2 separate regions of the Hordeum vulgare genome follow, and region 2 is linked to region 1. The links are chromatin contacts, called in public Hi-C maps. All regions are on one chromosome and are shown on one strand. Each heading gives the region's core, a stretch centred on a gene start, on an enhancer-like site or on the middle of the called end of the contact. The rest is flanking DNA. Distances are from core to core; before and after follow the strand shown.

Evidence for each region. Hi-C and Micro-C count contacts between places; a contact is called where the count stands out from the background.
Region 2: a Hi-C map of leaf shows a contact between it and region 1, with 3 times the contacts expected there. The contact joins the promoter of LOC123409736 here to the promoter of LOC123409928 in region 1. A contact is called at or near these places in 4 of 6 Hi-C or Micro-C datasets (leaf and seedling) and 1 of 1 datasets of contacts at active chromatin or transcription factors (embryo).

Annotation. Positions count from the first base shown.
Region 1 is chr7H:57,186,897-57,192,393 of MorexV3_pseudomolecules_assembly, reverse strand. LOC123409928 (probable E3 ubiquitin-protein ligase XBOS35) reads left to right here and starts at 4,207. Exons shown (of 11, transcript XM_045102798.1): 1 at 4,207-4,736.
Region 2 is chr7H:57,354,695-57,359,666 of MorexV3_pseudomolecules_assembly, reverse strand. LOC123409736 (deSI-like protein At4g17486) reads left to right here and starts at 3,069. Exons shown (of 1, transcript XM_045102597.1): 1 at 3,069-4,328. The coding sequence starts at 3,409. The coding sequence ends at 4,149.

The DNA.
Region 1 (5,497 bases), core at 2,958-5,457:
AACTCGATCTATTTTGTTTTTGTAAATATGACTAGCTTGTCGTCCCAGATTCAGCTTTGTTGAGAGAGAATCATGTTTGTAATGACAACTTAGAGATCATAGTTTCGTATGCCATGCTTACTTAGCTAGGAGCTTATAATGGTTTGTCTTGGTTGCCCACATGAATGTTGAGATGACTCTGATGTAGTATGATAGGATGGTATCCTCCTTTGAATGATTCAAGTGGCTTGACTTGGCGCATGTTTACGCATGTAGTTGAAACAAAATCAACATAGCCTCTATGATATTCATGTTCATGGTGATTTATGTCCTACTCATGCTTGCACTGAATGTTGGTTAATCTCAATGCATTTTGATGACTCTTGTTGCTCTCTAGTTGGTCGCTTCCCAGTCTTTTGCTAGCCTTCACTTGTACTAAGCGGGAATACTGCTTGTGCATCCACTTCCCTAAACCCAAAGTTGTTCCATATGAATCCACCATACCTAGCTATATGCGGTATCTACCTGCCGTTCCAAGTAAATTTGCATGTGCCACTCTCTAAATCTTCAAGAAATAATCTGTTTTGCATGCCCGAACCGCTCATGTGGTGACAGGGGGCTATCAGTATCTTCCATGCTAGGCGTGTTATCCTTGATATGTGTTTATTCACTATCATTCACGAGAAAGGGGACGGTAATTGGAATGCCCAATTCCATGCTCAAATCGAAAAGATAATTGTAAACAAAAATCCCCCAGGATTGATGTTGGTATGGACGGCACCCGAGGATTCGGCTAGCCGTGGAGTGTGATTGATTGGTGGTGGGGGAGTTAAAACTTTACTTTTCTGTTTGGGAACCGCCTATAGCATGTGTAGCATGGAAGATATTGAGAGCTCTTGGTCATTGCATTGGCAATGAAAGCATGCCACCCAAAATTATTATCTCTGTTTTCAAAGCTTGAGCTCTGGCACCTCTGCAAATCAATGCTTCCCTTTGTGAAGGCCTGTCTATTTATTTTCCTGTTGAGTCATCCTCTTCTTATATAAGCACCAATTAGAGAGCACCTCTGTCATTTTTATGCTTTGCTTTTGATTGATATTGAGTATGACTATGACTGGATCTTCGTTGCTATGAATTACAATGTTTAGTCAGCCCTTGATCTTTGAAAGTGCTCTGCATTTATGTTTTGCGGTCTCAGAAAGAGCCAGCGAGATACCACCTATTCATATTGCTTCATGCTTGTTTTGATTGAATCGTTGGTACCTGAAACTCATTATTATTTGTTCGCTAGCTGATTATGCCATTGATATTAGTTTACCGTGAGACCTTTGTGTCACTTGCTTATGTGGTTAACTTGTGATCTTGCTGAAATTCTGGTTATGAGTTAGACATAGTTGCAACAACAAGATCAAACAGAGTTTGTCAAAGTTTTTCTTTCTCTTTTAGTAATTCAACTGAGTTGCTTGAGGACAAGCAAGGTTTTAAGCTTGGGGGAGTTGATACGTCTCCATCGTATCTACTTTTCCAAACTCTTTTGCCCTTGTTTTGGACTCTAATTCGCATGATTTGAATGGAACTAACCCAGACTGACGCTGTTTTCAGCAGAATTGCCATGGTGTTGTTTTTGTGCAGAAAGGAAAGTTCTCGGAACGTCCTAAAAATTTACGGAGAATATTTTTGGAAAATATGAAAAATACCTGCGCAAAGATCCACCGGAGGGACGGGCCAGTGGGCCACAAGCCCTGACGCCGCGGCCTCCCCCTGGCTGCGGCGACCAGGCTTGTGGGGCCCACGTGGCTCTGCCGGCCCCAAACTCAGCTCTATTTATTCCCTTTCATCCCAAAAAAAATCAAGAGAGAAGATTTCATCGCGTTTGCGATACGGAGGCGCCGCCACATCCTATTCTTCATCTGGAGGGCAGATCTGGAGTCCGTTTTGGGCTCCGGATCAAGGATATCGTCGCCATTGTCATTATAAACCTTCTTCCCTCTCCAATTCCATGAAGCTCTTCATCGTTCGTGAGTAATCTATTCGTAGGCTCGCTGGGCGGTGATGAGTAGGATGAGATCTATCATGTAATCGAGTTAGTTTTGACGGGGATTGATCCCTAGTATCCACTATGTTCTAAGATTGATGTTGCTACTACTTTTGCCATGCTTAATGCTTGTCACTAGGGCCCGAGTCCCATGATTTCAGATCTGAAATTATTATGTTGTCACCAATATATGTGTGTTTTAGATCCGATCTTGCAAGTTGTAGTTACCTACTATGTGTTATGATCCGGCAACCCCGGAGTGACAATAACCGGAACCACTCCCGGTGATGACCATAGTTTAAGGAGTTCATGTGTTCACCAAGTGCTAATGCGTTGGTCCGGTTATTTATTAAAAGGAGAACCTTAATATCCCGTAGTATCCATTTGGACCCCGCTGTCACGGGAGGGATGGACAATAGATGTCATGCAAGTTCTTTTCCCTAAGCACGTATGACTACACACGGAATGCATGCCTACATCACATTGACGAACGGGAGCTAGCCACATATCTCTTCGTGTTATAACTGTTGCATGATGAATGTCATCCAACGAATCACCGATCCATTGCCTACGAGTTTGTCCCACTACTGCTGTTACTTACTTTGCTCTGCTGCTGTTACTTGCTTTGTCGTGCTGCTGCTGCCACTACTGTTGCTACTGTTGTTCCTTGCCACTGCTGTTACTCGTTACTCTGCTACTACCAGCTACAATACTTTTCTGGCGCCATTGATACAACCGTTAGGAATAGTCTGCCTTGTCACTAGATCGTTTCTAGCACCGTTGCTATCATATTACTTTGCTACTGATACTTTGCTTGCAGACACTAATCTTTCAGGTGTGGTTGAACCTGACACATTCAGCTGCTAATACTTGAGAATATTCTTTCACTTCCCGTCGTGCGAACCAACAAATTTGGGTTGAATACTCTACCCTTGAAAACTGTCGTGATCCCACGCGCTAGTGGGCCATTGCAAGACAATTGCTAATTGTTGAGCAACTGGGACAAGCTCTTTTCTGGCTCCGTTGCCGTGGAGGCATCAAGTTAGGAATAGTTGCACGTCAACAATCTCGCTCTACTTGTAATGAACGTAAGGCCTATATATTGATAATCTCATGAAGAATTATCATAAGTATGCGTTATTCTATCAATTACCCAACAATAATTTGTTTACCTACCATTGTTATGCTTATGAGAGAGATGCCTCTAGTGAACCTATGACCCTGGGTCCACTCCCTTTATATTTACTAAAACCCTAAAATACTTGTTGTAATTTATTTACTTTTATTTATCTATATACCATTATCAGATTTAATCTTTGCAATTAACGAGTACAAGGGAATCGACAACCCTCTTAATTTTGTTGGGTGCAAGCATTTTCTTTGTGTGTGTGCAGGTACCGTTTACCTTTGTTTGTGGGGTGTCTCCTGCTGGACCACTAAAACTAGTTCTTAACTGATGGAAATACTATTTGCTGCTATACTACATCACCCTTCCTTTTTGGAGAAATCCTAATACCTATCACAAATAGCAGTCATCAAGGCCCGCATCCTTCAAAAGCGTTAGAGGAGGAACACAGGCTCCCTCGCATGAGAGCAAGCCCGGGCGTTCCCTGTTGTAGTCGGACTGTCCCCCAAAGAGAGGAGGATAGTAACATGCAGATACCTCCGACAAGGTGGGGATCCGACTTGATCCATATTGCGTCTTCGACCACTACTTCCACGACAAAGACGTCAAAGGCGCTGACAAGAGCAAGTATGGATGATCTTTGTCCATTTTCTTTGAAACAAGGCAAAGGATTTGCCATTTCATTAAATAAGAGAGAATATGTATGTACAACATATCAAATTTAGGTAGCCATCAAAAGTTCACGATACATGTAACATGCATTTAGGGTTTGCTGACCGAGGCGCGAGGAACGAAAATTCGAGGTTTCACCATCGCGTCTATGGCCATAGGAGGGGCCGATTTAGCTGAACGTGACGGTAGATGCTGAGGCTGATTGGTTTTGCTACCAACATTTGGCAAAATCAGAATTTACCAACATTTGACAACCTTTTATGAGATTGGCAATGGAAATTTGCATGTAACCAATCTCTAGCCAATATGTGGCGGTTGCCGAAATTTGGCATCCCAACTTTTGGCATCAAAGCAATTAGGCTAGCTCTCACCCTAGCTCCATGTCACTGTCCTGCAAATAGCAGAAAACAAAAGGAAGAAACAGTCAGTGCAGGTTTCCGACATCACCAAGGAACATCTGTCACAGGAGCAGTTCCACGCCTCCGCGCCGGCAGCCAGCCGGAAAAATCATCACAATAATAATTCGCGAGAGGCAATTCAATCCCGTTCCATGTGGCGCACGCCCCAGCTCCTCGTGCTCTCCACTGCAGCCCCCCCCCCCCCCCCCCCCCCCATCCTTGTCTCTCTCTCCCACCTCCCTCGTTCTTCCTCCCAGCCCCAGGCCATTTGCAGTTCGTAGTTTCTGATCCCGCGTCGGCGGCGGTGGCGGCCTCCATCTGCCGTCTTCCGCGTTGTCCCTGAGCTGCGTCTCTGGATGAGTTGGTGGTGACGGGCAAGGCGGAGGAGGAGCTTCTTCTTCCCGGCCGGGCGCCCGCCGCCTGAAGATCCCCTTCCGAGGGGCGGTAGGTGAGGGGAGATGCGCTGGGCTGATCCCCATTACTCGCGCATCCGTTTCTTGTAGCCGAAAGATCTGGTCTTTCAGAGGTACGTGCGCAATGTTTCCGTATGTTTTGTGATGTGAATCCCTGATCCGGGTTCGTGGCCGCTGAACTGCTCCGGGCCTGTTGTCATTTCCTTTTTCCTTGTAGAAATGGCAAAACGATGCAATGCGCTCCAGCTCTTAGCCCCCCTCCCCGTTCTTTCTCTGGTTCTTCGCACACAAAAGTCAATCCATGAGCTCAATGCCGACGCTGGTGGTTGTGCCGTTCCTGCTTGCAGCAATGGAGCCGCTGTCCCTGAGAAGGACAGGGGACAGCGACCCGTTTCTCCTAGTACTGTTTCCGCCATTGTCACCGCCTCTGCCAACAACTCGAATATTAATTATGAGGAAACTAACAATAATTGTAGTAGTAAAATAAAACTAGTGGGCGTGACCCACCGTTTCTTGGTTCGATTGTGGATGTTCTCTTGCGTAAAGATGGCGCCCTTGGTTTTATTCCAGTTCTTTCGAGTCAATTTGTGGTAGTTTCCTAAAGCAGGATGCTGTATGTACTCTTTAATCCATGTGGAGTGCCCAGTTGGTGTCAGAGTAGCATTACCGTGTTGGATCAACTGAGCTACGTTCTTGCAGAGGGACGCCACCTCGGTTTAGGTTTCCTGCTTATTGTGTCAGTCTGAGGTATTTCTTTTAGAATGTGAGCCAACATTCCTGCCATTTATGCCCATTGCCTTCTTGTAGGGGTGACCTAGTGATCCAGTTACTAACTTATTGAGCCGTTAATGTGGATCTTTCACTAGATTAACGA
Region 2 (4,972 bases), core at 1,820-4,319, 170 kb before region 1:
ACGCTGTATTACTCTGGTTCGGATTGTTGCGGCGTATGATCATAACATCAGTTGGACGGCGTTTTGTGCTCTGTTTCATTCATAGACAAGGATAATAGGACAGAGGTTGGAATTATGCCGGTAGGTACAACTTAACAGTAGGTGAAGGCTGACATCGAGTTGAGATGGAGGATCTGAGCTTGTTATCATTCCAGCTTTAAGCAAGCCACCTCACTAAAATTTGAATTCACAAATGAGCTGAAGCAACATCGATTGCAATCATAGGAGACCGGTAACTAACTACAGCTTTCAGCTTGTCCCTGCCCGATGTCTAATGATCGTCCAAGCACACAGTGCCAATTAAGTACACACGAGGTGACTGAAATCTCACAACTATTGTCATGATACCACAGGCAGACATTTAAAAAAAATAGCCCTTCTTGTTTCCCAGCTATTGCTGCATTTTAGTTTGAGTCGTCATTTCTACGTTCGGGTTACTTTTGTAGGGCGGGTGGTCTTGTAACGTGCGGCATCCTATTGTGCTAGGGCAATGATAGACGCTGGCGCGACGGTTCAGATTTAGGCCGGTCGTACGACAGTCACACGATTCGCCCATTCCAGGCCGCACCATTCAAAGCCCCTCTCCTGCCCGCGTCGTCCTCTCCTTCTTCCTCCTCTATTCTTTATTTTCCGGCATCGAGAGCAGCCACAACACACCGGGGAGGAAGGGCGGGAGGCTGAGGCGAGCGTCGATGATCCTCGTCGGATATCGAATGATGTAACAAAAATCCTTGATGGATGTAGCAAAAACTATAACGGTTATAACTATTTTGATTTTGCACGGTGGCCTTCTTCCAGCTTCACCCTTGCCTTTTGAAACTTTTGAAGAGGCCGATGGTAGCTTCTATATATAGACACCGGTTGTAGCATTTTTAGGTGTTGTTTGCAGCTCCTCCGCATCATTTGCAGCCTTCACTCTCTTTTTGGTTCCGGTAAATAGAAGGCCGGTAGAAGCTTTCTGCAAAATGGTTTGAAGCTTTTCAATTCAACGGTTGAAACTTCTCAAAAATGATGGTTGTAGCCTTTTCTTATTTCATAGTGATCCCATGAAATTTCTTTGTTTTGCCGGTTGAAGCCTTTTCAAACTACGGTTGAAGCTTTTTTTCAAGAAAACGCAAAGGACCTTTGTGTTTCACTGCATTGAAAAGGTAGAGTCTAGATAAAATCCTCGTAGGAGGTCAAGTACAAACAAAGAACACTAAAACTAATGCACATCCCAGGTGGAAGGCAAGATGACCCGAAGGCCACGGGCACCAGCTAGAGCCCACTGCTCGGCTTCGTCCTTGATCTTGGAGACCAGGGTCTGAACCAGGGGCTAGGTGCCATCGAAGATGCATTCGTTGCGCTGAATGGATGTAGCTTTTTTCAGTATATGGTGTTCGGTTGAAACTTTATATGCCGGAGGTTGAAGCTTTCCAATCAAAGGTTGTAGCTTTTTGGTTCGTCGCTTGCAACATCAATGGAGGAGCGGTAAAAAAATGCCTCCATGTTCGTTTTGGGAGGACATGGTTGCAGCGACAGGGGAGGGAGGTCACACCGTCGTGCTTTGTAACATCTCTGGTGGGTGGTTCCAGCATGTGTGTAGCTGCTCGCAGATGGTTGGAAAAAGCTTCAACCGATTGCATCTTCGTCGCGGTCCGACGAGGCAGGCAGAGCTTCGGTGCACGGGGATTCAAATAGATCTGGCCGAGGGCGGTTGGATCGGTTGATTCCCGTGACGGTGATGCCCTGGGAGGCCTGCAAACGGCGATGGTTGACCGTGACGTTTGAAGCAGAGAAGAAGCAGCGTAGAGAGAGCAAGCAATAGAAAGGACTTGGCACATGTATGGACGCGTGACTCGTAGAGCGTTTCGCCGGCGTGCCGTTTCCAAACGTTTAGGCCAACACCAGCGCGCGACCCTATCATGTTCGCCCGCGTTCGTTTGGGGTAAAACGAACACACCATGCGACTCAGCGCGCGGGCACAAACAAACGTTTGTCCGTTTTCTGTCCGCTTTCGACCCATTCCCGGTCCAAACTTGGTTCGTTTTTTAGGTGAAACGGATAGCGCACGGACGCCTGTCCCGCCTGTCGGTGGCACAAAGCATAGAGGATGCAGACAGGATGCTCCCGAGGATGCTTCCGCGCGTTGGACGCGGCCACCACATCCCAAAAATGATCTGGATACGACCCCATCACCCGCACCAAGGGGATAGAATCCGGGAAAAACGGACTTTCGGATGGGGTGGCGCGGTGGAGTTGACCTTACCATTGTACTAACATGACACCTAGACCTAGTCAGCGTATAATGAGAGATAAATTCTCATTGAGCCTACTCCCTCCGTCCGGTGAAGAGTGTGCGTTTGGTTTTAAAATTTGTTCATAAAAGAGTGTACTTTTATCTTTTCAATGTACTTTAAAGTATAAAAAATCATCGCACGGTAATCAAGACCAATAACATTCTACACATAGTCTTTCTAATTTTTACACGCACTTACCTCATTGGGGGTTAGGTAATTAAAAAGGAGAAAGATGGTGTTTTGCATCTTTCTAATGCATTTTTTACTCTATTTTATAATTTATCCTAAAATGTCTATATGTACGCTCTTTCATCGGGCGAAGGGAGTACACAGCAAGAACACTCGATAGCGTGAACAGGTTTTGACGTGCAGAGAGGACACGACGTCTCCGCATCATCAGGCCAACAGTCCAGGAGGACCGCACATCTGACAGTACTAGGCCCTAACGCATGGAAACCAAATGAGCGGGCAAGAAGAGAATGGAGGTGATTGCCGGTGTCCAGAATCTTTGGTGGAAATAGACGACGTGGCTGTCATCGTACTCATGCTGATTACAGAATGGGAATTGCAAAGTCTGGTCGAAACCATCATTTGGTCGGGCCAGACCGGCGTTGAGAGTGTTCCTTCTTTTTGAATGGGCAGGAAATGAGAGTTGATGGTGCATGGTGGCGACCGATGTTCAAACACTCATGCATTCGAAAATTAAACCAATGGCAGTGACCAGCACAAGACTTCACCTATAAGAAAAATTCGCTGACGGGTAAGTAAAACCCAGCACGAATCTTGGCGGCTCGCATCCTCTATTGCGGCGCTGAATCATGGACACGCCAGCCTGCCAAAGCCAAAGCCAGAGCCCCCCAATGCGATGCCACGAAAAAGCGATCATGCTCAGACACAGCCGCGCGACAAGCTGCTAAAGAAACCCACATAAAAACCTACTCGCAGCGCCCGCAACGCCGCGCGGCGACCACGGTGCCGTCTGCCGTGCGGGGGTGTCTGCGTCTCCCTCTCTCCCTCTCCCTCTCCCTCTCTCTCTCTCTCTCGGCCGAAGCGACGCGACGCGAGGGAGAAACGCACGCGGGCCGGGGGAATGGCGGCCGCCGCCTCCTCGTCCTCGTCCTCCACCTCCTCCTCGGCCGGCTCCTCCGCGTCCACCTCGACGCCCCGGCCCGCTGCGAGGCAGGCCGCGCCGTCGTCGTCCCCGGTGTTCCTCAACGTGTACGACGTGACCCCCGCCAACGGGTACGCGCGGTGGCTGGGGCTCGGCGTGTACCACTCGGGCGTGCAGGTCCACGGGGTGGAGTACGCGTACGGCGCGCACGAGGGCGCCGGGAGCGGCATCTTCGAGGTGTCCCCGCGGCGGTGCCCCGGCTACGCGTTCCGGGAGGCGGTGCTGGTGGGCACCACGGAGCTGACCCGCGCCGACGTGCGCGCCCTCATGGCCGACCTCGCCGCCGACTTCCCCGGCGACGCATACAACCTCGTCTCCCGCAACTGCAACCACTTCTGCGACGCCGCCTGCCGCCGCCTCGTCGCCCGCGCCCGCATCCCGCGCTGGGTCAACCGCCTCGCCAAGATCGGGGTCGTCTTCACCTGCGTCATCCCCAGCACCAACCAGGTGCGCCGCAAGGGGGACCAGCTGCCCCCCGTCAAGAGCCGCTCCGCCCGCCAGCCCGCCGCGCCGCCGCGGCCCAGGACCTTCTTCCGCTCCCTCTCCGTCGGCGGCGGCGGCAAGAACGTGACGCCCCGCCCGCTGCAGACCCCGCCCCCGACGCCGCCGACGCCGCAGACGTTGACGACGCCGACACCGACGCCGTTGGCCTCCATGTAACGGCGCCATTACTCCTTTTCGTTTACAGCTCACACCTTCCTTTTTTTTCCTCCTTCGACAGTTACCTGAATTCTGTGCATAGTAGTACCCGAGATTAAGATTTGTGCTCTGCGAGTGCTGCACTGTCACCATGATAGTACCAGTAGTAACTGCAGTTCATTAGGCTATTAATTTCCGAATTCTCCGGCTTTATTACTACTCGTATCTATAGATACACCTGGCTGGCCGTGTCACCGTCTGCTGCCAAATCGCCATTAATTAATGATTAATTCCGATCACATTTACGTTGTGGTTAACGACGTCTATCATGCAATTCTTTGGTGTGTGGCATGGATCCAATTCTATCCGGCGAACCGTCCAGTAGGAATATATTCGTCCCTCCTTTCGCCCGTTCTTTTAGAGTAAACAACCATTGTACTTACTCTACTAGCTGGAGTCTTTCTTGGATTCAATCAACTAGATAAAAGCTCCAAAGCCAAGCACTGATCGACCGATACGCTTTTGCTGATGCAGTGCAGAGAATTCCCGGTGCCTGCCTGTGCACTGCACCTGTCATGGGGCACGATTAGATTAGTCCTCGTGCTGTTGTTTCTTGCATGATTGCGTCCGGCCTATCTGGAAATGCGGGGGGACGATAATTTTAACGTGACTTGTCGCATGAAAGGCGAGCTCGCTTCGACACAACTCTTGGGGACCTCGCCGGTTGCGTGTCCTGCTCGCCTCGCCCTTGACCGGCGACCGGCGGCGGCGGCGTGGGGTCAAAACTGGGCGCCGACGGGAGGAGGAGGGCTCTCATTTTCATTTGTGGAGGACGCCGGTGTGC